Regions from separate parts of the Mus musculus genome. Here all the other regions are linked to region 1. Evidence: chromatin contacts called from public HiChIP or PLAC-seq data. All regions are on one chromosome and are shown on one strand. Each heading gives the region's core, a stretch centred on a gene start, on an enhancer-like site or on the middle of the called end of the contact. The rest is flanking DNA. Distances are from core to core; before and after follow the strand shown.

Region 1 (4,437 bases), core at 1,340-3,839:
CTTAGATGTGGATTCCAACAAATAACTAATAGGATTTTTAAAAATGTGTGTATGTGTCTGTGTGTTTGTTTGCACGAGTCTGTGTGTGTATGTGTGTGTCTGTGTGTGTGTGTCTGTGTGTATGTACATGTATGTGTGTGTATGTGTGTGTGTGTGGATGTGTATATGTCTCTATGTGTATGTGCATGTGTGTGTGTGTGTGTGTGTGTGTGCATGTCTGTATACAGGAGTGAACATAGGTGTGTGAGGACTTGCATGTAATGCATGAGATGCGTGGAATGCTTCTGATGAATGCAGTGATTGGAGGAAAGCTTCGAGTGCTGCAGCTCACCAACTGCTCTTGCCCTTGACAAGCTTGGCCAGGGAAGCCCAGGGATTCTCCAGTCTCTGCGTCCTTAACTCTGGCATCACGAACTCATGGCACACACCCAGTGTCTGTGGTTCAAACTCAGGTCCTCCTGCTTGCCAAGCAGGTACTCTACACACTGAGCCACTACTCTGACCCCAGGGACTTTGAGGACTATTAACAGAGATAGTCTCAACAAAATAACCCTCCTTAACAAAAAGCAGTATCCTCAAATCCCTCCCTTCCTCCAAATCCTCTTCCTCACTTCCGGATCCATCCCCAAAATGGTCTAACGCACTCAAGGGAAGAGGAGGGCAAAATGCAACAGGCAGTTTGGAGGTAATAGTGAAGCTCCTTAACAACCATTCAGAAGAAAGCAAAGCAAGCGTGCTATACATTCCTGGCTCCGGGCAGATTAAAGCCACATGACAAGATGGCTCGCATTCTGTCAGGCTGTGAGCTTGCACTGACTCACGGACTAAACTGCAGCTCCTCCTGCCATGCGCATCTGCTTCTCTTTGACTAGGATGGCATTCCTGGTAGCTGGGAGAAGGCGAATTTTCCCTCCAGTTTTGGAGATCCCCTGAGATTACCAACAATTATGCAGTAAATCTTGAAGATCTATCTCCCCTCAAACACAGTGTGCTATGGCATATGAGGTTACAAGATGCATAATTAGAGCTCATTCAACTGACAGATTAATGAGGGCGTAGCAAAGGCCAGATAGTAGTAAATTAGGCAGCAACCTCGGGCATTACACGGGCTCCAAACTGTGCATCCTTTGCCGTGTGTTGGCTGTTCTTCGCAGTGTCTGAAATGTCTCTGTTTTATGAAGTGTTTGTTTGAGGAAGCTCAGCGTGGATGCTTTTGTGCTGGCATGCACGAAACTGTCCAACTTCAGAGCCACCTGCATGACACACAGACTCTATCCTCACAGTGATAGGCAAGTTAGAAATATCTTTTATAGCTAGACTTAAAGAGGGGCTGGAGAGATAACTCAGTGGTTAAGAGTACTTGCTGTCTAATCGTGGGGACCAGGGTTCAGATCCCAGCACCCACATAACAAGCCAATCACCTTCAAACATCTATAAGTCCTGCTTCGTGGGAGCTGGTGCCCTCTTCTAGCCTCTACACAAGTAGACATGAGCGCACTTGCACACCTGCACGCACGAATGTGTGTGCATACAAACACTAAACAATTAATTAACAAGCACCTGAATTTTAAAAACTCTTACTGGTATAAACTCTTTTCTCTATAAGTATTTTTTATGAAATGAGGTCTCACTCTATATAACCCAGGCTGACCTAGAACTCACTACACTGTTATCCAACATAGCCTCTATACCCACAGTAATCCATCTGCTTCAGCCCCTCCAACAGTGGAATTACAGGCATGTGTTACTGTGCCCAGCTCCTTGCTGGAAATCAGGTGTTCCCATGGAGAAAACACTTGAAGGATTAACATAGTCTCTCATACGGGAGAGGACAGTTCACCAAAACATATATAACAACATCAAGCAAATCCACTCGGGCTGTGGGGGCTAGACTGATTGATAGATGCAGGTGACGTCACAGGCCTTGATTGACTGATAGATGCAGGTGACGTCACAGGCCTTGATTGGCATAGCCTCAGCTTCTGTACACAACATTTCCCGGAACTCACTAGCCAGAGAGCAGATTTCCAGTATCCCTTTCCTACCTTCCCTTTACAAGTACAATTCTCAGAGTTCTTCTCTTTAATTTCCCCTCTCTTCTGGTTTCTACACCTCTCTTTAAAAATTACACACACACACACACACACACACATATGGTTAAATAAATATATTTAAATGTGTTTATACATGTGTATCTGTGTGTGGGTATATGCATGAATGCAGGTACCCATGATATCCAGAAGAGGATGTCAGACTCCAGGATACAAGAGATGCAGGCAGCTGTGGGCAACCTGACACGTTTCCTGGGAACTCCAGGTCTCTATAGGAGCAGTATGTGCTCTTGATCCCTGAGCCATTTTTCGAGACCCGGCTTCCTGCAACTTTGAGAGTATCTTTCAATCCCAGGTCTTTCTTCGGGCACCAGCTTTCTCCTTGCCTTTGTCTCTAGCCATCCTCCAAATCTCTCAATGAGCTGTTTGCGGACACCCTAAAAGAATACCTGTGCAACTTTAAGATGACATCTCAGTTTCTTCACAGTGAATTTCGATGTCACAGAGGACCTGCCGCCTGGCATTCTGTTTGCGAAGATTCCATTGTTCAATTATGGGAAATGTCTGCTGAATAACCTAGACAGCATAGCAGTGATGCTGTCAATCCCATTAGCCAAGCCAGGCTCCCTCTCCTCAGAGATACTGGAGCTTCATCTTTCTACTCAGATAAGTGAGATGCTGTGTTCCCAGGGGGGACTTGTTTCAGAATTGTTATTCCTCACAGGCAGATGGGATGAGTAGGCTGCTGGCTGATTTTTAGCCACACATATGCACATACATGCATTCATTGGGGGGGTCTCTGTGTCAAGGAAAAGACAGGACACTCTGCTCCTTTCCCTAGAGCTCATAGCTTTCTTCCCCCTGAAACTCACCCTTGGAAGAATTGCCTCTCGAAAGATCCCACAGATGAGACTTGGGAGATATGCAGATCCCACAGCGATGCCCTACAGTGAGCTGGAGATAAACTGAAGGGTGCCTTTAAGGGCCCCAAGGGAAGGACTTTGAGAAGGGAAGAAGGGATGGGAGGTGCAGAGGTGTGTTCCAAGGCTGTTGGGCTCAGAAGGGTCTGCCAGAAAGCTAAAGATCTAAGTCAAGACCTATGGTATCTCCTGCAGGAATCTCCAGGCACCTTGGGAGGATGGACAGTCTGGGCTCATTTGATGAAGAGTCTGCTGCAAGCTCATGGGGACTTGACTTCTGATCCCCAGAAGTCATGTAAAAGCCATGCATGGTGACACGCATCAGGAGCCTCTGATCTAGGAATGCAGAGCTAGGCAGGTCCCTAGGGCTCATTGGCCACCCAGCCACACAAAATAAGTCCCCATTTCAATGAGAGGCACCATCTCAAGAATAAAAATGAGGGGCAGAGCAGTTGAGAATGGCTCCCAAAGTCAACCTCTAGCCTATAACACTAACACACACACACACACACACACACACACACACACACACACACACACCCCACAGAGAGAGGGGTGGTATGTGTACCTCATGACACAAGACAGGATTTATTCTGGAGCAAACAGAGAACAAAGAAGTACCTGCTGTGCCCCACAGGATTTGGGGTCCTTCCTTGGGGTTATATCACAGGGACCATCTTGAAGGCGCACTGCCATCAAATGATGGACAGGCTCCTTCCTAAAGACTTCTATCCAACAGCTTTGTGTCACAGCAAAGCCAAGGTTTATGCAGAAAGCAACTAGTAGCTTGGTTAGAAAAGCCTCGCCTATGCTCTTTTCAGACACTTAGGCCATCTAAATTCCAGGACCCAAGTACAATAAAAATAGCAGAGGTGGGAGCCGTGCCTATGGGAAGAGATCATATCCTAAACTCATCATTAAATTGCCGGGCAGAGTGGGTGATGAAAAGCACCAGAAAATACGATGCTTTGGTGAATTGGGGTCTCATTACTGTTTAATTGCGTCTCCTGTGAAACATTTAGATCTATGGGCAGCCATGGTGGGTGAGAACTCTCCTCTAGCGGCCCCTAAATGACTTCACCTTCACTTTCATTTTGGTAGTGGAGGGAAGCCAGGACATTTGCTAAAATATTTGAATGACGGGGGGTGTGTTTTAAAGCCTGTAAGTGTGAGGCCAGTCACCACAGAGAAAAGAACTTTCTAGAAAGTTAGCACATGTGTTGCTAAGCACTAGGGTAGCCACACAGGAGGTCCAGCCACATTGCTTGCTCCCTTGTGCCCTCTGTTTCAGACTTTCCCAGAGCAGTAATCTGCTTCCTTGCTGGTTCCCCAAGGCTGAAATGCAGGAGCTCCCTTAAATGGAGCGCTAAGTGTTCCGTAGTCTGTACCCAAGCCCCTTCCAATTACGACACTGTTGTGATTTTGTGTCTTAAACCCTACTTCATGTCTGGGTAGAGAGCAACCCT
Region 2 (4,437 bases), core at 706-3,205, 490 kb after region 1:
TGATGCGCATCCTAAGGGGAAAATGGTCCATTTTATAAAAGGTTTATTTTCATATTTTATACACTGTAGTTCTGTTGTGTGTTTTTGATTTAGTAACAATTTATGTGTTTTTCTGTCCCAGAGCACTGCGGCCTGTGGTGTCGAGGCTCACAGCGATGCCATCCAGCCCTGCCACATCAGAGAGGCCATTCGACGCTACGGCCACAAGATTGGCCCTCTCTCCCCATTCACAGTGCGTAATAACAGAGTTATAAAAAGTTATATTTATAATCTGAAAGAATCTTGATTTTCAAGTGGTCAAATGAAGAAGCGATGGAATTGTTGAAAGCAATTTGTGGCGGCTGTAATTTTGTTGTATAAAAGTAGCATAATTCTCTTGGGAAATAAAAGTTAGTCATTTTTGTCTCTTTTTGGAAGGGCAACTTTTTTCTACAAAATATTATTTTCTTTCAATTACATATTAAGCTTTTTGTTGGAGCTTATAGTTTCTATTTTTTCAAAGCTTAAGTTTACAAAACTTTTTTGTCAAATTATATGTATCCAAACGTTGCTAGAAGCATTTTGTATTTAGAGTCGGTTAGACTGGCACGGCCACTTCTATCAGATGTCCTTTTCCTAAACATACTTTGAGTTGGAAGAAGAAGAAATGATTTCTGTGCTGGCTTTGAACAGGGCTCAACTGCAGACAGGCTTTCACATCTTTAAATAATTTGAAGGCTTATAATCAGGGCTTGTTTTTAATGGAGAGCTGAAGACTTAACGTTTCAGCAGCCTTAAGAGTGAGTGTGTTTGTGTGTGAGTTCTAAGTGAATGCTCATCTCATAGGCTTGCCTATATCTTTATTTATATTAATGGAAGTGTGCCCAACTCCCTCTCTGCTTCCAAGAAATAGGGTTTGACCTTCAGAAAGGGGCTCGATGTGCATGGTTTTCAAGGTTCATCTGTATTGTAGTGTGTTGAGATTTTATTCTCTTATAAAGCTGAATAGTATACCATCCCCAAAACTCTGATATATGTATGTGTGTGTGTGTGTGTGTGTGTGTGTGTGTATTCGCATGCATACATACATACATACATACATACATACACACACACACACAGAGGTATGTGTGTGCACATGCCTGCATGGAATGACAATGTAGAATATATTTGCAGTCATCACAGGATGAGCTCTGTCATGCACTTGCAAGGTGTTTTGGGGTATGCTGAAAAGCCTTTTGTGGCCCATACTCTTCTTAGAGCTGTGATTCTGCCTCGGCATTTAAGACAACTAAGGGAGCTTGCTTCTAGGGGTACAGTTAGCTATTTAGTCTATAATCATGCTTACATATGGAATTTTATTCTCTTATGTTCTAGCTCCACAGAAAGTTACCTGATCCAATAAAAGCTAAGGGGGATAATGTGTTTTTCTACTCGGATATTAGGAGAAGCTAAACCAGATGTAGGCATTACACATGGGAATTGGTCATCACACTGAGTGGACAGTTTCTCCGGCTTTCAAATCTGTAGTGCTGGTTTGATATAAACTATTTTCAGTCTTTCCTTCTGTAAGCTGTGCTTGAGCTTGAAACTAAGTGACCGTGGAGGTAAACCTTCTCAGCCTCTGCATGGAGATTTAGGACACAGCCTGCAGTGTTCAGGAAGCTAACCACTGCCTGGCCACCTGGGTTCTGCAGCTTCAAGGGGGTCACTGCTGCGGCAAGTTAAAATACCTGTAGGTATTCTGCGTGGACAGTACAGAGCAGAGTTACTGCATTTCCTACAGCCAGAGCCTTCTGTGTGTGCTGGGATGGCCACGGTGCTGATATGCATAGCCTGCACATCAGCTCAATTTAAGGAGATAGGTTTTCATTTTAAAAGGCAGACTTACGTGTTATAATTATACCATGAAACTGTCTACCGATTCTGTGACTCAGACAAAATAGAGTTGGCATGTCCAGCCTTGAAGACTGGGCTGTTCCTTAGGCCTCTGGGGAGAGAGCAGAGTTTGCAGCTGAGGTTACCCTCTGGGGCGAGGTGGGGTCTTTGCTTTCTGTGAAGTTCCTCAAGCTCTGATGGTGGCTGAGAGTGAGCATCCAGGCTGTGGGTCACCTGCTCTGCTTCCCACAGGCATCGTAGTTCAGCACTTTCCTATGGCATCATTAGTGTTGCAAAGAGTATTGCTTGTGTGTTCACTAGACAACAGTTGCTTTGAGCTACATATGAACCTTGGCTAATGTTTTTTTTTTAATTTTTTTCATACAATATATTTTGATCATATTCTTTTGCCTTCCCCAACTCTCTCCTCCCTGGCCCTCCCCACCAACAACCCCCTCCCCTTCTCTGTCTCAGAAGAGGGCGGGAGATAATACAAAAAAATTAAGATCAAAACAAAATGAGTAAGACAAAAAAAAAAATCACACCCAAAAGTCATGGAGTCTGTTTCCTGTTAGCTAACTGCTCCTGGGCATGGGGCCTTCCTGGGAGTGTGGGTGCTATACCCAGTGACACTCCATTGGAAAACACTTACTGTCCCTCTCCCAGCAGGCATCCATCAGAAAGTGCTTCTTGGTTGGAGGTGATACTCTATGTCTACTTACTCTCTGCCCTGGGCTTGTGTCTGGTTGGAACCTGTGCAGGTCTCATGCCTGCTGTAACAGTCTCTGTAAGTTCCTCTGGGTATCAGCCTAAAGTACATTTGTAACAACCTACTGCACTCTGAGATTATCAAGTCTCAGTTTGGACATGAAGGACACACACATATAGCATCACCAACCAAGAGGGCTCATGAATGGCTTTGTAACAGCCGTCTGCAGCTGTGTGTGTATAACACCAAAAAACTCAATGAGTGAAGCAGACACCCCTTCATTCCAGTCATTTTGAAGAGTCATTGTGGGTTCTTTCCCTTGTATTTTGCATTTGATTAATTTTTCTTTATGGTATTTGGTGTATGACTATTAGGTGTCATTTTAGGGAACCTTCTCTAAAATCTCCTCTCTGCTCACTGTCCTTCCAAGTGTCTTAGTTGTTGGCACTTAGCTGTCACCTTCACACTCCGTCCCCCCAGCCACTATTCAGATGAGTTCATTACTCATACTTATTTCCTGCTCTGTAGGATTCTGTGTTTCCAAATGGAGCTAGTATTTCATATCTGCTCAGTGGGTGTCTTCAGCGAGGTTGAGAGGAGAAAGAGAACTGTCAGTTTACTTGGTCCCTGCAGCAGTAACTTACCTGGGGAAGTCAGGGAGTTTGTTAACAAGAAATTGTTCGGGTCCATTTTGAAACCTCCTGGTGTTACCAGAAACTGGTATTTTCCTCTAACATCCACAGTGATTGCTTTTTCTGGACCTTTATTTTGTGGTGGTAGTCAGCATCTCACATTAATTTAGTCATTTACCCAACGTAGCTGGGCTGCTTTAAAGGGGTGTGTGTGTGTGTGTGTGTGTGTGTGTGTGTGTGTGTGTGTGTGTGTGTGTGTTTGTATGTATATTCTCAGCAACAGGACATTTGAGGCAGCACAAAAGTGATAGTCATTCAAACATAGGAACACTCCACAGAATGCTAGAATTATCAAAATAACTTCAAAGAAGGAGACTTGGCTTTTTCCAATATAGTATTACATGCTTTACTCAACAAATACAAATTGTTGAATTGGTATTTAACTTACTGATATGGTTGCACTGTTAATTTTACAACAAGAAGTGAACTGTTATAAATTTAGAATTTACAACACCAAGACTTATGATGTTCTTATGTTCTTATGGTGTTCTTATGATGCCCAACATATATTTAAGGTCATATGCAAGGTAAGAAAAATATTCAGAGAAAAAAATCATGCCTTGTTTTCCTGGCTGGTGCTGTAATTATAATTTGATTTAAACCAAGTCTCCTAAGCTGTGTATTCACGAATTGAACGTTACACCCCGACATGCTGCCTCTGCATGACCTCAAGCTGTGAGAAGAGAAAATTCAGAACCCATGTGTCAGTCAGATGTGAAGTCTCCCTGGCACCTGGGTAGACTTTCCTACTGGTTGGAGTCACTTGCTATTCTGGGCATGGGCCCAGTATGTGGAGTAGGCTCCAGATCTGGAAAGATTTTGACTGATTATTGGCAGAGGTCATGAGAGAGCCTGGTGTCAGACTCTGAATTTGCCCAGGTGCACTCAAGGTGATATTTGGGCCTGGTCCCTGGTGGAGCACCAGGGAGGTGGTTTTGAGTTCCTTCTCTGACTCCAGAAGTTGAGTCTCGCCTATAGGTTGCTGTCAGTTCCAATTTAAACACTAATACAGACTTGAGGTTTTCCAGTAGAGAAGTTAGGGACTCTGTTGCTGGCTTTGACTCATATTTTGCATTCCTGGTCCAACCCCAAACACAAATGATCATTAAGGCTCATTAGGTAGGTAAGCACTTAACAGTTAAACACTCACACCTGATGAGCCTTTGTCATCTAGACATG
Region 3 (4,437 bases), core at 1,273-3,772, 440 kb after region 1:
CTAAAAACCGTGTTAGTAGATACTATAAGACATAGATGATTATGCAGGACTTACAGAAGAATCAGATCTTTTTCTGTCCTCAGTGAGGAAACATGGGCAGAAGAGAGGATAAAAGAATCTTTCTTCATAACGAAAGGCTATAAGAGCTAATTTTAAAGGAAAATGAATAAAATACATATATAAAGGATTTTATTGTAAATATGTGAACACAGAGAAGTATATGGTGATTATATACAGGAGAACCATTGTGAGTTGTATCTTAAGTCGAGGATTGGTGGATAACATAAAGAGAGAGAAGAAAAGGGGAAGGGAAGGACAGCAAAGGAGAAAGCAGTACATATCATATTTTTGGTGTGTGTATTTTTGTTCCCCGACACGCACACGCACACTTGGTGTTGGAGATTTTGCCCCCAGAGTCTTGCACATGAACCACAAACACACTATCACTCAACTACATCCCCAGCCCTTACTGTGATCATATGTGTTTATTAAAATTTTTATTTCAGAAGAAAAGGACTTAGGAGGTTAGACCCTCATTCTGTGCGTGCTGACATAGGTGCCGAAGCCCTTGTACTTTTTACTTTAATGGCCTTACCATAAATTGTCAAAGTTCGAAAGAAATGCATTCAAGTGTCTTTTATTAATTACATTTCTTAATAAGTTTCCATCTGTAGTATTTGGGTTTTTGTTTGTTTGTTTATTTGTTTGTAATCTCTAGTCTATAGAAGAATATCCCTCTTAGTCTTCCTCTTTGATCAGATAACATTTCAGGCTGTCTTGTGTAGCAGTTTTGGTCACATCTGCCTTCTTTGCTCGCATTTACCCAGCGCCCCCTCTTTTTCCTGCTTGTGTTATATTTCTCTCGTAAGTACTGTGGAGCAGTATTATAGCCAAACCTGAGAGCCCCTCTTCCTTTCCTAAGGGATTCAGTCAGCCCTTTCACACTTACTACGGTAATTAATAAGTGATTTGATGCTATTTTTTGTTTTGTGATATTGGTGACTGCTTTCTGTAGACGAGTTCTCTGTAAAGATGGCTCTGAGTGAATGTCACATGCGGTGTTTGCAGTGCTGGTTTGTGCTGACGAACCCTGCTCAGTGCAGTTGTGCTTTGTCTCCTTCCTAATCCTCATGAAGAAAAACTGAGTGGCAGCAGCGGTACAAACAAGAGACAGAAGATCGCTCAGGACTTGATCAACTCTATCGACCAGACAGGAGAGCTGCTGGCAATGTTTGAAGACAACGAGCTTGATGATGTCAAACAGGAGAGAATGGAGGTATGCACGGGCGTGTGTTTTGTTCTTGTGTTTTGTAGTGGGTTAAGTGCCCGTGGCAGTGCCTTTGTCTGCAGCAAGCTCGGGAGCAAGCCCTGGGAAGTTTGAGAAACATCTTACATTTTCATTCTGTGTTTTCTTCTTTGGAAATGACAGGCATTCCTTACTCTGGATCTGACATTTGCTGATGCACCTTATTCCATTCAGACCACTTTAGATTAAATATTTACTTAATCTTTTTGTTGTTCCAAATTATCCAGTTGCCTCTGGGCAAAGGTAATTCTTAGCGCTTTTGTCTCTGCACACAGTGAAGAGCTGCCTTCAGATTGCTGTTGGCAGCCTGCGGTTAGCCTCTCTGGCTAAGGTGCTGTCCAGGGAAGCTATGTGCTTTATATCACTGTCACAGAACGCAAGTGGCGTATTTGCATTCCCTATACATGTTCTCACAATGAATATAAAAATTGTATGTCTTGTGTTTACTTTAGCGATCTATACTTTACATAACTGTTTCTTTCAATATACTCTAGGAAACATGAAAGTAATGATTGACTTCACCTGAGCACCTTCAACATACACAGCAGTGTTCTTAGTTTTTACTGCAACTATTCTACTTTTACATTCAAAAAGGAATCTCAGTTTCCCCTCTCTTTAAATTGGGCAAGAGGTAATTCCAGAAATCTAAGGGAGTTTCTAAATGCCTACTGCACTGTGGTCTCTATGCATACTAAACTGGGTAATTATTTCACATTAAATTTTGGAAGGAGCCCAGTTGACATCTATGCATTGTAAATTTTAACAACATTCTTTAAAGAATTAGCATGCCTAGATCCTGAACTGTGATGTGAAGGCAGTAGTCTCTTAGGTATCAATTACCTTAGAAAAGTGTGGTTATCTTGCTTTGAGGCAACTACAAATGGTTTTACTTCAACTTCGCCATGGGCCAAAAATATGCTAAGTTGTCTAAAGCAGATGATAAGCATATATTTCTGATGTCATTATGTCCTCAACAGGATACGATTTTGTAGGGCATGGTTTCACTTATGGTGTTGCTTGGGGAGAAAAGTGTTTGTGCTTAGTCTTTACTATTTCATATCATGAGATGTGTGTGGAGGGAGCCTGTAAGGGAGGGCTCTACAGCATTGTAGGTAAAATCTGAGCACCTGACTTTTCAGTTTCACTGAGGCAGATCTCTGCTAAACAAGTCAGCCCACAGTTGAGGAAGAGAGTCAAGGTGCTGAAACGCCAGGCTCTAAATAGCAGAGGAGAGCTGGAAGAATGTTGGAACAGTAAAGTCAGTTAAGACTCCAGAGCAGGGACAGCCCCATGCTCACACATCTGAACCATTGTCCGCTATTGTATTATACACTGTACAGTGTTAATGAGGATAATGAAATATCAGCAAAGCTTGTCGAGGACACGCCGAGCAGAAGTCAGCCTTATCTGTACAGCAACCCGAAGTTGACGGTTTCTTTAAGCCACAGCATCCTAAGAACCTTCTTCTGCCAGGGTGACAGCAGTTTCCATATTTCACTCAGTCAAATGGCATAGTTGAAATGAATAAAAAATGATAGACTTGTAGACATAACTGCAGACAGTACAAGTAGAAAGGGGAACCATTAAGAGCAGAGGCCTTGCCTGCTTCTAATTTGACAGGTTAGAGTTTCAAGAGTAAACCGCAGCTGTGGCAGTCCATATGAAACCACTTTGGACTTACAGACTGCAATCTCTGCCTTTTAAAGTGCAGTCGAATAATCAGGCTCGGCATCATTCCGTGATTGAATTTTCCTCTAAGCATCACTTATGCTTGCAGAAATTGTGCCCTACTTTCTCTCCTACAATGGAGGAAATGGTGTGGACCCACCAATGGAGTTGCACTAGGACAGGCTTTCTTGCCTCCCCTCCCCCCTCGCCCGTGTGAGCTAGCGAGCTCTCTCTGTCTCTCTCTGTCTCTCTCTGTCTCTCTCTCTGTCTCTCCTCCTCCTCCTCCTCTTTTCTTCCTCCTCCTCTTCTTCCTCCTCCTCCTCTTCTTCCTCCCTCCCTCCCTCCCTCCCTCTTAGCTGTTCTCATATAAATAAATGATAAAGAACAAACTTTTACAAGCATAAAGACTCACTTGGGACCCTCACTGCTTCTGAAAACATGTGGGTGGGTATAAAGTATATTCTTAAAAGGACATGTGTAAGCATGTTCTTTACTATGGTTTTGAGCTGATAATATGTGTGTGCTTGACTGAGTTTCCTTGGAATCTATTTCATTGCCATTAAGTATAATGGGGCCAGAAACAAGAAAACTGACTGAACTTTTACATTTTTACTTTGACAGTAAACCTTCATCATAGTTAACCATCTCAACCTGTTTACTCTCCTGAACCAAATTCCCAACATTTGGCTATCTGTGTAGCAGAGAGAGATCACTATAGAAGTGATCTGTGATGTTCCCTCCAAGAGAGAGAGAGAAAGACAGACAGACAGACAGACAGACAGACAGATTCCTCTTATTAGTTTTAGTATATTAGAGACATGAAGCACAGAGGGGGGAAATATCAAGCATAGGTCCATATATAGTAGTAGTGCCCTTTCCAGATAGCCACTTCTAAGTAAAGCAGATGTGTTTTAGTGTTGATAATGATTTCTGTATTGATTCTTTTTCATTCGAGTTAGGTAGGTGTGGCTAAGTAAACCAGAAGCCAGGGAGGCATCCCTAAAAGCTAGAGATAGATTTAGTTTCTCTTAGCAAGAGACCATCTGACAGGGAGAGCACTACATGGGCAGGATTCTGAGAAGCTCAAGTTTGTCATTGGTCTAGTCGGTTATTCTGTGACATGAGAGATTAAAAACTCAGGTCAGAGCTGCCTCCAGTGTAATCTACAAATAGGTAAGGATACACAGGAGAGTCGTGAATAGAGCTCGCCAGAGTGAGCACCCTATGGCTGGACTGGGGTGCAGACTGTCCCTAGTGACTGTTTATATTTCTGCTTTAATTCAATAGGACATACTTAGAAAGCAGGGTGGTATACATAAAATATAAGCCTGTTTAAAGGTCTTTAAATAAGCTTGAAATTGAATGAGATCTTAGGTGGCCACCTCATTTGCTTGAGGAGAAATGAACTGCCCATAGGTTTTTCAGGAAGTGGTATCTCCTGAAGGCTGAATAATGGGAGAAAT

Evidence for each region. HiChIP or PLAC-seq counts read pairs in DNA pulled down with a chosen protein or histone mark.
Region 2: an H3K27ac HiChIP or PLAC-seq map of T-cell acute lymphoblastic leukemia shows a contact between it and region 1, with 6 times the contacts expected there. The contact joins the enhancer-like site here to the promoter of Runx2os3 in region 1. A contact is called at or near these places in 8 of 39 promoter capture datasets (the C10 cell line, cranial neural crest, embryonic stem cells and 5 more), 2 of 15 datasets of contacts at CTCF or cohesin (large pre-B cells and pro-B cells), 2 of 484 Hi-C or Micro-C datasets (bone marrow-derived macrophages and embryonic stem cells) and 1 of 115 datasets of contacts at active chromatin or transcription factors (T-cell acute lymphoblastic leukemia).
Region 3: a contact with region 1 is called in an H3K27ac HiChIP or PLAC-seq map of T-cell acute lymphoblastic leukemia, with 4 times the contacts expected there. The contact joins the enhancer-like site here to the promoter of Runx2os3 in region 1. A contact is called at or near these places in 6 of 39 promoter capture datasets (the HPC-7 cell line, cranial neural crest, hippocampal neurons and 3 more), 1 of 484 Hi-C or Micro-C datasets (bone marrow-derived macrophages) and 1 of 115 datasets of contacts at active chromatin or transcription factors (T-cell acute lymphoblastic leukemia).

The regions. Positions count from the first base shown.
Region 1 is chr17:44,559,386-44,563,822 of GRCm38.p6, forward strand. It overlaps Runx2os3 (a long non-coding RNA gene), which reads left to right and starts at 2,590. Exons shown (of 2, transcript XR_876810.3): 1 at 2,590-2,721; 2 at 3,167-3,326. It also overlaps a transcript of Runx2 not described here.
Region 2 is chr17:45,048,161-45,052,597 of GRCm38.p6, forward strand. It overlaps Supt3 (SPT3, SAGA and STAGA complex component), which reads left to right. Exons shown (of 12, transcript NM_178652.3): 11 at 122-232. Among named protein-coding and RNA genes, the nearest start is that of Gm35097, 97 kb to the right of the region's middle. Within about 2 kb of position 1,956, at least 2 of the 459 cell types and tissues checked have an H3K27ac peak or open chromatin away from gene starts, as enhancers often do.
Region 3 is chr17:45,001,954-45,006,390 of GRCm38.p6, forward strand. Supt3 (SPT3, SAGA and STAGA complex component) reads left to right here. Exons shown (of 12, transcript NM_178652.3): 6 at 1,137-1,276. Among named protein-coding and RNA genes, the nearest start is that of Gm52304, 120 kb to the left of the region's middle. Within about 2 kb of position 2,523, at least 5 of the 459 cell types and tissues checked have an H3K27ac peak or open chromatin away from gene starts, as enhancers often do.